Regions from separate parts of the Sus scrofa genome. Here region 2 is linked to region 1. Evidence: chromatin contacts called from public HiChIP or PLAC-seq data. All regions are on one chromosome and are shown on one strand. Each heading gives the region's core, a stretch centred on a gene start, on an enhancer-like site or on the middle of the called end of the contact. The rest is flanking DNA. Distances are from core to core; before and after follow the strand shown. Region 1 holds the start of HNRNPH2 (heterogeneous nuclear ribonucleoprotein H2). Region 2 holds the start of ARMCX3 (armadillo repeat-containing X-linked protein 3).

Region 1 (5,502 bases), core at 2,669-5,168:
TTGGACAAAGACTCTCTCCTTGACCAAACCTTAGGCCCCTCTGAACCCTCCTCTCAAGTTGGCCTCTACCTTGGCCTTCTATGGCCAATTTTAGCAAGAAGACTGATAAGTCATCCCCCACCCTTGGTATCTGATCAAATTCCTCATGCCCCACTCTTGATGTCTAAGTCCTTGGCCTGCCTTTAGCAAGAATCCCCTTCCTCTTGGTAATTTTCCATCCAATGACCCTCACAATCTGCTCACTGGCTAAAGAACCCCTTTTAGTGTATTTGGCACTGAACTTGGCTTTGTTCCCTTTTGCAACAGTACTGAATTTTACTCAGTATCTGTCTTCACTCTTCACTGACTTTAACAAATGTCCAGCTACATTACTCTTTTTTTTTTTTTTTGGCTTTTTAGGGCCACACCCAAAACATATGGAAATTCCCAGGCTAGGGGTCAAGAATCAGAGCTATAGCTGCCGGCCTACACCACAGCCACGGCAACACAGGATCCAAGCCACATCTGCGACCTACACCATAGCTCACGACAATGCTGGATCCTTAACCCACTGAGAGAGGCCAAGGATTAAACCCTGGTCCTCATGCTGCACCACAATGGGAACTCCCTCCATTACTCTTTAATCATCTTCAGAATATATTCCTTCTGTCTTCTAAAATTCTACTTTATAGTCCAACTGTAATAGCTGCTCAAAGCTTATATGGAAATATATGCACACATGTCAAGAACCAAGTTCCTTCTTTCTCCTAGAGAATTCATGGGTTTCAGCAAAAGGAGAACTGCTCCAAGATGGGCCTCAGGAACTACTGCAAAACACAGACCTGCCCATGGAATGAAAATTCTATCTGATAAGCCTTACAATTCATTCGAGTTCAGATAATGGCAGGCCTTTTGCTTCCTAAGTATTTCTGAGAAAGCTCAGGTACAGAAGTGCTGCCAGTCTCCCGAATGAAAAAGAGAATTATCTATAAACTCACATAATCGGCTAGGCGGCGGATCCCACCAGGAAAGCGTTTAGGGTCTGCCTGAAGTCTGCCTTGGGAATCCCTTTTGGGAGCCATCCAACAGTCATCAATGCATAGGTACTCATAACCTGCATCCTTCCAGCCATCTGAGGCCATGAGCTCAGCTATCTGCCGGAAGAGCTTCTCGCTGAAAGAGAAATAGAGAAATCCAAAAAATCATTCCAATGCGTTAAACAAATGCTTGGGGATGCCTATTTGTTAGGTACCTTGGGATTTTACGATTTATTTTTCAACCCAGTAATAATGTGGTAGTAATTGCAACCAAAGCAAGGTAAAATGGACTGGGCCTTTTTCTTCTCATTCCTCTATCCTCTTTTTTTCTTTTTTGTTTTTAGGGCCACATCTGTGGCATAAGGAAGTTCCCAGTCTAGGGGTCAAATCAGAGCTGCAGCTGCCAGCCTACACCATAGCCACACCAGATCAGAGCCTCATCTGTGACCTACATCACAGCTTGCAGCAATGCTGGGTCCTTAAACCATTGAGCGAGGCCAGGGATCAAACCAGTATCCTCATGGACACTATGTCAGGTTCTTAACCTGCTGAGCCACAATGTGAACTCCCTCTCTCCTCGTAATACTTCCACCCTAAGGACCCCAAACAATTAAAATAGGACTGAGAAATACATGAAACTGGGAGTTCCCTGGTGGTGTAGTGGTTAGGACTCAGTGCTTTCACTGCTGCAGCTCGCATTCAATCCCTGGTTTGGGAACTGAGATCCCACATCAAGCTGCTGCACGCTGCGGCCAAAAACAAAAGCAAAAACAAACCATACGAAATTGAAAAGGCTATTAGAACTAAGAACAAAGTTCAGTAAGGAAAGAAACTACAAAGGTGACATAATAAACAGCTTTCTTAGATACCAATGATAACCTAGTCAAAGAAAAATATGCCATTCACAAGAGCAACCAAAAAAGTGACAAACAAAACCCAAAATACCTGGAGATAATTTTAATATATGTGCAGAGTTCATACGAATAAAACTACGATGTTTCCAAATTATTTGAATAAATGGAGACATTATTTGGCTCTTGAATAAAAAACCCTCAATGCTAAAAAAATTTTTCCCCTTGTACATTTAGTAAAACCCTGAAAAAAAACCCCAAAGGACTTTTTTCTTTTTAGGGCTGCATCTGTGGCATATGGAAGTTCCCAGGCTAGGGGAAATAGGTGGCCTAGGCCAGCTCACAGCAACGCCAGATCTGAGCTGCATCTGTGACCTCGTTGTTTGTGGCAACACGGAATCCTTAACCCACTGAGCAAGGCCAGGGGTCGAATCCACATCCTCATGGAGACTATGTAAGGTTCTTAATCCGCTGAGCCACAACGGGAACTCCAATTCTGTCACCTTTGATCAACATCCTGACTTCGTCTGTAAAGACATTCATAGGAATAACTTATGGCCACTGTGATGTACCATATGCTGCTTACAGAGGAGCCTATGCACCAAGCATGTTATTATGTTTTTAACACTATCAGTCAGGGATTATTAACCTTTTCTAGACTACAGATCCCTGTGAAAATCTGAACAAAGTTCAAGATTCTCTCTTCAGAAAAACACACATACTTAATATTTGCAAATTTGCCTTATTTTCCCCATGCAGTTCAGGTTAAGAACATTTCTTCTATATGCCCAAGTGCAGGGCCTGGTACTGCACTGTGCTTTTTTTGGTCTTTTCTTTTCTTTTTTTCTTTCTTTTTTTTTTTTTTTTAGGGCCACTCCCGTGGCATAGGGAAGTTCCCAGGCTAAGGTTTAATGGGAGCTGCAGCTTCTGGCCTATGCCAAGGCTACAGTAATGCAGGATCCGAGCTGAATCTGTGACAATTTACAGATGAAGGCTGTGTGGATCAGATAGGATCAATATCTGTCTTATCCAGTCTAACCTTTTATCTTCAAAAGATAAAGGCCCTTGACGTCAACCTTCCAACCAGATGTTATACTCAAGGGCTACAGGAAGGGGTGATCTCAGAGACTCCATGGTCTCTCTAAATTGCTTCCACTTACAGCCAAGGAACCCATGACCCAAAAAGAGGAAGAAAGGGCACGTGTCATAGTCCTCTGTCCTTCCTACTCACCACAGCTGTCTTCACTGCTAGTACCTCGCAGAGAGAGAGCAGTAGCTCTTAATAAGGGTCTGAACAGAACCAGATGATAAGTGGAGAACATCCTTAACTGGGTGATTAGGCAGAGAGAGGCGGAGAAGTAGAGGTCTCTGGCCGGACTCCCACCCCGGCGGGTGGGGTGGGGAGGCTACATGGAGAAAATTTAGGGCTAGTTCCCATCCAGGCTAGTTTGCTGGCGATAAAAAAAAAAAAAAAAAGCAGGAGCAATAGGGCAGCTCTCCCTGGGGCTCGAATTTTCTCGCTGCGACCCTCCATGCCTTCAACGGTAGCCGGAAGGAAAGGCGAAGGGAAGAATGTACCCAGTATTTCTGATACCTGATACAGGAATCCGGATCTTCTTGACAGTCCACATTGCACATGAAGCGCTCCCAGTGCAGCCAGCCCATGGTAGGGGTCCTCGCCAAGCCGTTGTTCAGGGCCCGGGCCCCTGGGACGCCCCAGAGAACCTGGGCCAGGAAGCAAAATGGCAGCACGTAGCCCAGCCGCCGGACCCTGCTCACCGGCTTCATCGTAGCTGTCATCACGCAACAGAGATCTCCAGGAGTCACCTGGGCTTCTAGGTTCTTAAGGGCTAAAAAGGCGGAGGCGGCCCGCGGAACCCAACTTCGCTCGCCTACCCAATCATCGGTGAGTTGTTAAGCAATGACGAAACTGTTTCTCCGGCAACTGGGATGGTTATCCCCAGAGGCGGACCAATAACCAGTCAGAGAAGACGCCCCGCCACCAACCATACCATCTTTTTCTGAATATCGACCCGCCCTATTGTCATACCAGAAGGAAGTGCGGCACTTTAATGATCCCGCGGTAGAGCCGAGCAGTGCTCACGTGACCGAGATCTCACATGACGTAGGTCCTCACGTGACCAGTCGCTTACGTGAGCAGAAGTAGTTCTGGTCGTCGTCTACCGTCTCGCTATAGCCGTTTGAGGGAAGAAAGAGGAAAATTATCCGGTATCGTTAGAGGTTGGTGTGTGGGTGGGAGCCGGGGCCCCGGGGGGTGGTGATGATGAAGACCAAAGCGGGGTCCGCGGGCCGCCTCCGCCTTTTTCGTTCCCTGCTTTCCGCTCCCCCGCTCTCCCCTCCCCCCGTCTCAGTGCCGGGAAGCCGCCTTTGCTGCGCCTGGTGGGGAAATGGTGGACGTTTCGTGACTGTGTCTGTGTTTTTGTATATCTGTCTGTCTGGGCGGGTCTCAGAGGACCCTTAAGAGAAACCATAAGCTGAAAGACATTGGAAAACCACGTCCCTAGTTTAGGAAGATCCTGATCTTGAGACCAGAGGTCTGAGTGCTGGTCCATCCATTCAGGCACCCAGTCTCCAGTGCCTGATTGTCTGTCTGTAGGGGGAGGCACCAAGCGAATTTGATCTGTAGAGTCACGTCTAGGCAAATGCTGCGTGCCTCACAGAGGCGCCCAAGGAATTTTTAAAAATTGAATTAAATATTTAAATAACGTTTATTTTTCTGCTTGTAACAATTCACATGCTCAATTTTGAACATTGGAAAAATAACAGTATACTATAAATTAAAAAAAAATACACCCAGAGATAACAGCTCAGCATTTTGGTCTATAAAAAGTCTGTACATATCACAGGCATAGGTGCACAAATTCTTCACTCCTAAATGGAATCCTGGGTCCTACTTCAGGCAACAGAGTCCTCGTGGCCTTCCCAGGAGTCACAGTAATGAAGTAGAACTTCCCTGCCACTACAGTGGGGGACGTGAAAGCCTAGAGTGCTGTAGGGACGTTAAATGGGATGGGTCATCCAAGAAATAAGGCAGGCAAAATACCAGTTCGTAAATCTGTCACTCAGACTAAAGACGGTCCGTAGGAAGGCTATTATCATGGCAGATGCAGTGTTCCAGGCACATAATAGGCAATTAGTAAATGTTGACTTGAATCCTCAGTGTAGTTTTAGGGCAGTTATTACACTTTGTCCTTTCTTTCCAAGAGGCCCAGTGTTCCCCAGACCGTGTCAGATAAGTCATCCACATACAAAATGAGAAAATTTTATAAAATTTGCTCTACCAATCCCAGAAAAGTAAACATTTTGTTAGTTTTCTGTTATTTTTCCCTGAAATAAAGGTAACTACTCTCTATAGAAAATCAAGAAGGCACAAAAAATTGACAAAAATTTTGAAAAATCCATAAATCTACCAGAGTAACCACTATTAACATGTGCCATATTAACACGTACTTTTCTAACATTGCTCTTTATTCTAATTACAGTGATTTAAAAGTTAAAACTATGTAGAAGTATACAGGGTAAAAAGTGAAAAATCCACTTCACTCTTCCTACCCGCTAGTCCTCATTTTCTCAAAAAAACAACTCATATCCCTCCAGAACTTCTCTGCATTTAC
Region 2 (4,940 bases), core at 1,962-4,461, 160 kb after region 1:
CTGTCAGACCTTTCCTGTTTGGATCCACTCCCTCTTGAAACTTCCAAATCCCATGGGAATGATAACCCTTTCAATTCTCTTACTTTATAAATTTTGATCCACAATTCCTACCAAGGAACCTGGGGACTAGCATTTAAAGTCTATTTTGCTCTCCATTATACACCCCATTTTTTAAAATTTAAGGGCATGCTGTTTGCCTGACATACTCTTTCAAACACGAAAAATGGAAAATCTTTAAGCACTTCTTCAGACCAGCCTTCAAAAGACAGTGAAGCCACCGCCCAAAGGAAACTTTTGACTTAAACCAGTATATGGTCACATGTGATGTATGATTTATAAAGTAGCTGAAAATGGAAAGGACCAGCAGGTTGTAACCCTAATGGAGTTATGGAGGGTGAGAAAAATACAGAAGATTGTTATTTTAAAAAGCTATATTACTTTTTGCATTATGTTATTTATTTTTGGATTGTGTATTAGTTAATTTTCTTTGATTACAAGCAACAGAAACCAAATCTGGTTAATGCAAACAATGATGGAATGTTGAAGATCAGCATCAGATTTGAGACATCTAGTGGGAGGAATTGATAGATGGGCTCTTCAGGATGCCATAATTCCACTGATTTTCAGTTTTCTATCTCCGTTTGAGGTTTAAATTTCAGTAAGAGAGTATGGAGTTGGTCTGTTTGGGTCACAATGCCCACCCTTTTGCTGGGGAAAATGACAGGGTATGTAAAATGTAAATGGCGATTCCTTTCTCTTCCCAGAGAGAAATGTATACTGTTTCAGATATTATTGTTGATTTGCAGGAGCCCTTCAACTACTTTGGATATGATGCTTTGTTCATCTGGGACTGAGGTGCTGGGGGGCCTATCTGCCACGGCATGCTTTAGTCGTAATTTTCTTTTCTTTCTTTCTTTTTTTTTTGGTTTTTTAGGCTCACACCTGCAGCATATGGAGGTTCCCAGGCTAGGGGTCTAATCAGAGCTGCAGCTGCCGGCCTACGCCACAGCCACAGCAACGCAGGATCCAAGATGCTTCTTCAACCCACACCACAGCTCACGGCAATGCTGGATCCTTAACCCACTGAGCAAGGCCAGGGATTGAACCCACAACCTCATGATTCCTAGTCGGATTCGTTTCTACTGCGCCACAATGGGAACTCCAGTTGTAATTTTTACATTAACTGAACACTAGAGAGGTACAGTTCTGAAATGGTGATGCACTAGGCTGTCTTGTAAGCCAAAGCTACTTGGCTTCCCTGATAGGATTCCACAAGGTTGCATCTAGAGTTCAGAGCCTTGTCCTCATCCCGTCATGATCAATACCTGATTTTGTCTGTACGCTGAGAGTGGATGCCTCTGTCAAGGAAAGACTCCCATTCACAGAGACATATCTAAATCTATATCTGAATGCCCCAGTGCATGGATTTCTGCATTTTCTCCCTGTAAGAAGGCCACAAGGGAAACTAAGTCTCACAAGGGAGTGACAACTGAAGAATTTATCCTGAAAAATACAACCGTCAAGGGTACTAGAGGTTTCTGTCAGTTTTATCAGCCCATTCACTCCCTGTTGGCAAGCTACTACTTGGGAAACCACAACCTCAGAAGGTGGCTTGGTGAGCCTGCAATCAGAGCAAGGGCATTGGTGCACTTTAAGAAGTGGCTTTTAGCTAAGAAACTTGAAGTACACTTACACATCATGGGGATGGCTCTGCCAAAGAAAGCTAATTTTTCCATTCATCTTGGCCAAGACTCGCTCTCCTCCAGACAGTGCTTGGGTGGGAACTATCAACACTTTCCTCTGACTCTGCTTTTCATATATCCCTATGCTTGAATAAGCCCCCTCGCTGCACATGATCTTTCTCTAAACACAGCATCATAGTTGATCTGGTTTCTGCTTACTAAATTTCAGTCATACCCTGTTCACCTTAAACTTATACAGTGCTGTATCTCAATTATTTCTCAATAAAACTCGAAGAAAAAATAAAATTCAGTCATAGTCAAGTGCTGTCTTCCAAAAGTTACATCAACTTGAACTTTCTTAGAGTTTTGCCTGTTCCCAAACTTCCTAATTTCTTGATTTATGCCCCTGTTGTCTGTGGATCTTAAAATTCATACTCAGATAATAACCTTATATCTGAACTATTAGGGCATATTTCACTGTAGACCTCATGTTCTGACATTATTTTATTATTTTGCCCACTCATAAAAAAATTCGATCATTGCTGACAGGTGAATCATTCATTAAACTGGTCGTTGAAAAGGTTTCACACTAATTCCTAGATACCGAGGTTGGCCAATTTTGTCTTAGTCTCACTGTTCCACTAACATCTATTCCATTTTAAAATGATATTCTCTATTTATGCCTGAGTGTATTTTATAATGTTCTTTGTATGCCACTCACTCTGTCGGTGTGCATGCCTGTATGATACACATCCACTATGTTGGTGCGATTTCCACTCAACATTTTCTGTGTCACTTGCTTCTGAGAGCTCCATGCCTCTTCCTTGCTAACTGATGCAAGTAAAAGTCTGTAGCTCTCCCGTTTTGAAGACTGGCCTAGTCTGCTGTATGTATTCTCAGACATACTGATTAGCTCATTCAGGATTATGTTATGTGCTAGGCCCCCAAAGACATTAAGATGGCTTTCTGTAACACTCCCCACAAGTGAGAAAGTGTGGTACATTTTGGAGGCCATCACCCAACACCACTCTCCAACTCCCACTCTTTTTTTTTCTGCAAATGAAAATAGCTTTACAGCAATTTTTTTTTTTCATAAAAAGAATGCAGGCTGCGGGTGGGAGAAGGGCAGAAGGGAAAGAACAAAAACGCATTAAGAAAGGAAAACACACACACACACTCACTCACTCCAGGGCTCCTTTTCAGATGGCTTTTTCATTTCAGATCTGGGACTGGATTTCAGAGGAAACCGTAGACATTTATAGCTGGGAGGCGGGGAGGTGGAAGGAGAGGTTGCTGTCCCAGGAGCCTAGGGAAGGAAGAGGCAGTTTTTCAAAAAGTACAAGTGGCCAGTAACCCCAGGGGGAGATGCTGTCCCTTTCTGGTAATGGGGGAAGGCAAACACAACTATAAGGAGATGGGATTGGCAACGAAGAAAGAGTAACAAGGCCTGGTGTGGGGGAGGGAATGGAGGGGGGCGGGCCCTCTTCTGCCGCACTGCTGGTGGGAGGGGAAATTGGGGACCCGAGTTGGTGGATGACGTAGCTCTCACGTGACCAAGAGCTGACGTGTGCAGAAGTCCTTCTTGTTCTGGTCGTTGTTCCCCGTCTGAGTACCAGCTCCCCACTGCCCTGAGGGTGAGCGGGCCGGTGGCAGAGGGAAGGAGGAGGAGAAGGAAATTGTCCCGGATCCCTGCAGGTCAGTGCCAGGGAGATTCCAGAAGGTGGGGGTGGCCGAGGGTGCAGGGCGCAGACCGTCGCGGGTCTTGGGGCGCCTCTGTTGTCTCTCCCACTCGCCGCCGGCTTTGCAAGACATCTGTCCCGCCCGCAGCCCATTTCGATGCTGCGAAATGGTGAGTAGGGGGATGTTTGGGGAGGAGCCCAGAGATCCGGAGGTGGGAACCTGGTGGGAACCGAGGCCGTAATCTGCAAAGGGAGCTGTGGCCTGGGTGTTGGCCCCCCAGTCCTTCAGGACAGTGCTGGCCGGGAAAAACTGCACTTAGCGAGGGGGGAGTGCAACGTGATGTGTCAGCAGAAGCCCCCAAGAGGGTAATGGGGGTGGGAAACCTTTGACAACCAGGCCTCCGAATTAGGAAAGAGTTTTCTGTTCTGGGGACTGGTCCGTCCACCAAGCACTCGGTAGCGTCTGTTTCCCGTCTTTCTGTGACTGTGTTTTCCTGACCATGGCTCTGTGTCTTGTGGGTCCGAGCCTCTCCCGGGTTGCCAGTCTTTCTGTAGGTTGCGGCACTACGGCAGGCTACAGAAGAGGAAGGAAATTAACCCCGATCGGTGAAGGTCGATTTGAGGGTAAGACCATCTGGGGACCCTAACAGGGCTGGTGATGGGGGTGGGTAGAAACCAGAGGTGGCAATGATCTAGGTTAGGTCTGAGTCTGAGTGTGTTTCTTACACTCTGGGGACTGTGTCGAAATGGCGTGCGTTGTGTGTGTGTGTGTGTGCGCGAGCGTGTGCGCGCCCGTGTGTCGCGGGGGTGGGGGAGAATGACAGAAGGGAAACCTATCAGATAGTTTGTTCATAATCCTCTTCTCTCAACAGCACTTAGTCCCCATGTTTTCGATCTGTCATCCTGCAGGTCTGCTGTAGCAGGTGGCACCAGTTGAAGCGAGGGAGGAAGTTTCCTCGGATCAGTAGAGGTCGGTGTGGGCGTGGGGGCTGCTTAGAATGGGGGAGGGGTTGGAAATCGCCCGTGGTTGGACAGGCTCACCCAATCCTACTTTATTTCCCTAACATCCCTCCCATTTCAGGCTAGGGAAGGGGCAGGCATGTGCATGTTTTGGATGGCATAGAGAAGTTTTCTAAAAAAAAAATATGACAACCTAGATGGTGAATCAGGAAAGCAACGAATGAACAGTCAATCCATTAAGCCTTTAGTTCTCACTGGCTCTGGTCTCTCTGCAGATCACAAGGGTTGTTGGGCGTGGCACACCTCCAGGGGAGGGAAGAAGGGGCAAACTGCTTGTCTGGAGGAGGTTAGTGCAAGGGTGCTACTCCCTGTGAACACCGATTTTGGGGTGGCTGAGGCCCCAGCAGAGACTGTGGGCTCTGTTGCCTTTATCTAGGCTTGGGGAGGGTGTGGACTGGGGAGGGTAGGAGGAGGGTGAAGTGAGAGGGCACAGTTTGTTAACAATCTACATTTCCTACCAAGAACTCATTTACTTGTCCCTCTGTGCAACTCCCTGCATGGGATAACACAGAGAGAAGAGAAACTCAAACCCCATTTCCTTCCTCCACCCCTAGGTCCA

The links. HiChIP or PLAC-seq counts read pairs in DNA pulled down with a chosen protein or histone mark.
Region 2: a contact with region 1 is called in an H3K27ac HiChIP or PLAC-seq map of alveolar macrophages. The contact joins the promoter of ARMCX3 here to the promoter of HNRNPH2 in region 1. A contact is called at or near these places in 1 of 5 promoter capture datasets (fetal liver), 2 of 47 Hi-C or Micro-C datasets (embryonic fibroblasts and heart right ventricle) and 1 of 2 datasets of contacts at active chromatin or transcription factors (alveolar macrophages).

What each region holds. Positions count from the first base shown.
Region 1 is chrX:83,028,607-83,034,108 of Sscrofa11.1, forward strand. HNRNPH2 (heterogeneous nuclear ribonucleoprotein H2) reads left to right here and starts at 3,919. Exons shown (of 2, transcript XM_021079664.1): 1 at 3,919-4,108. GLA (galactosidase alpha) reads right to left here and starts at 3,667. Exons shown (of 7, transcript NM_001177925.1): 1 at 3,462-3,667; 2 at 978-1,152. The coding sequence starts at 3,667.
Region 2 is chrX:83,184,728-83,189,667 of Sscrofa11.1, forward strand. ARMCX3 (armadillo repeat-containing X-linked protein 3) reads left to right here and starts at 3,212. Exons shown (of 4, transcript XM_003135252.4): 1 at 3,212-3,377; 2 at 3,906-3,985; 3 at 4,271-4,331; 4 at 4,936-4,940.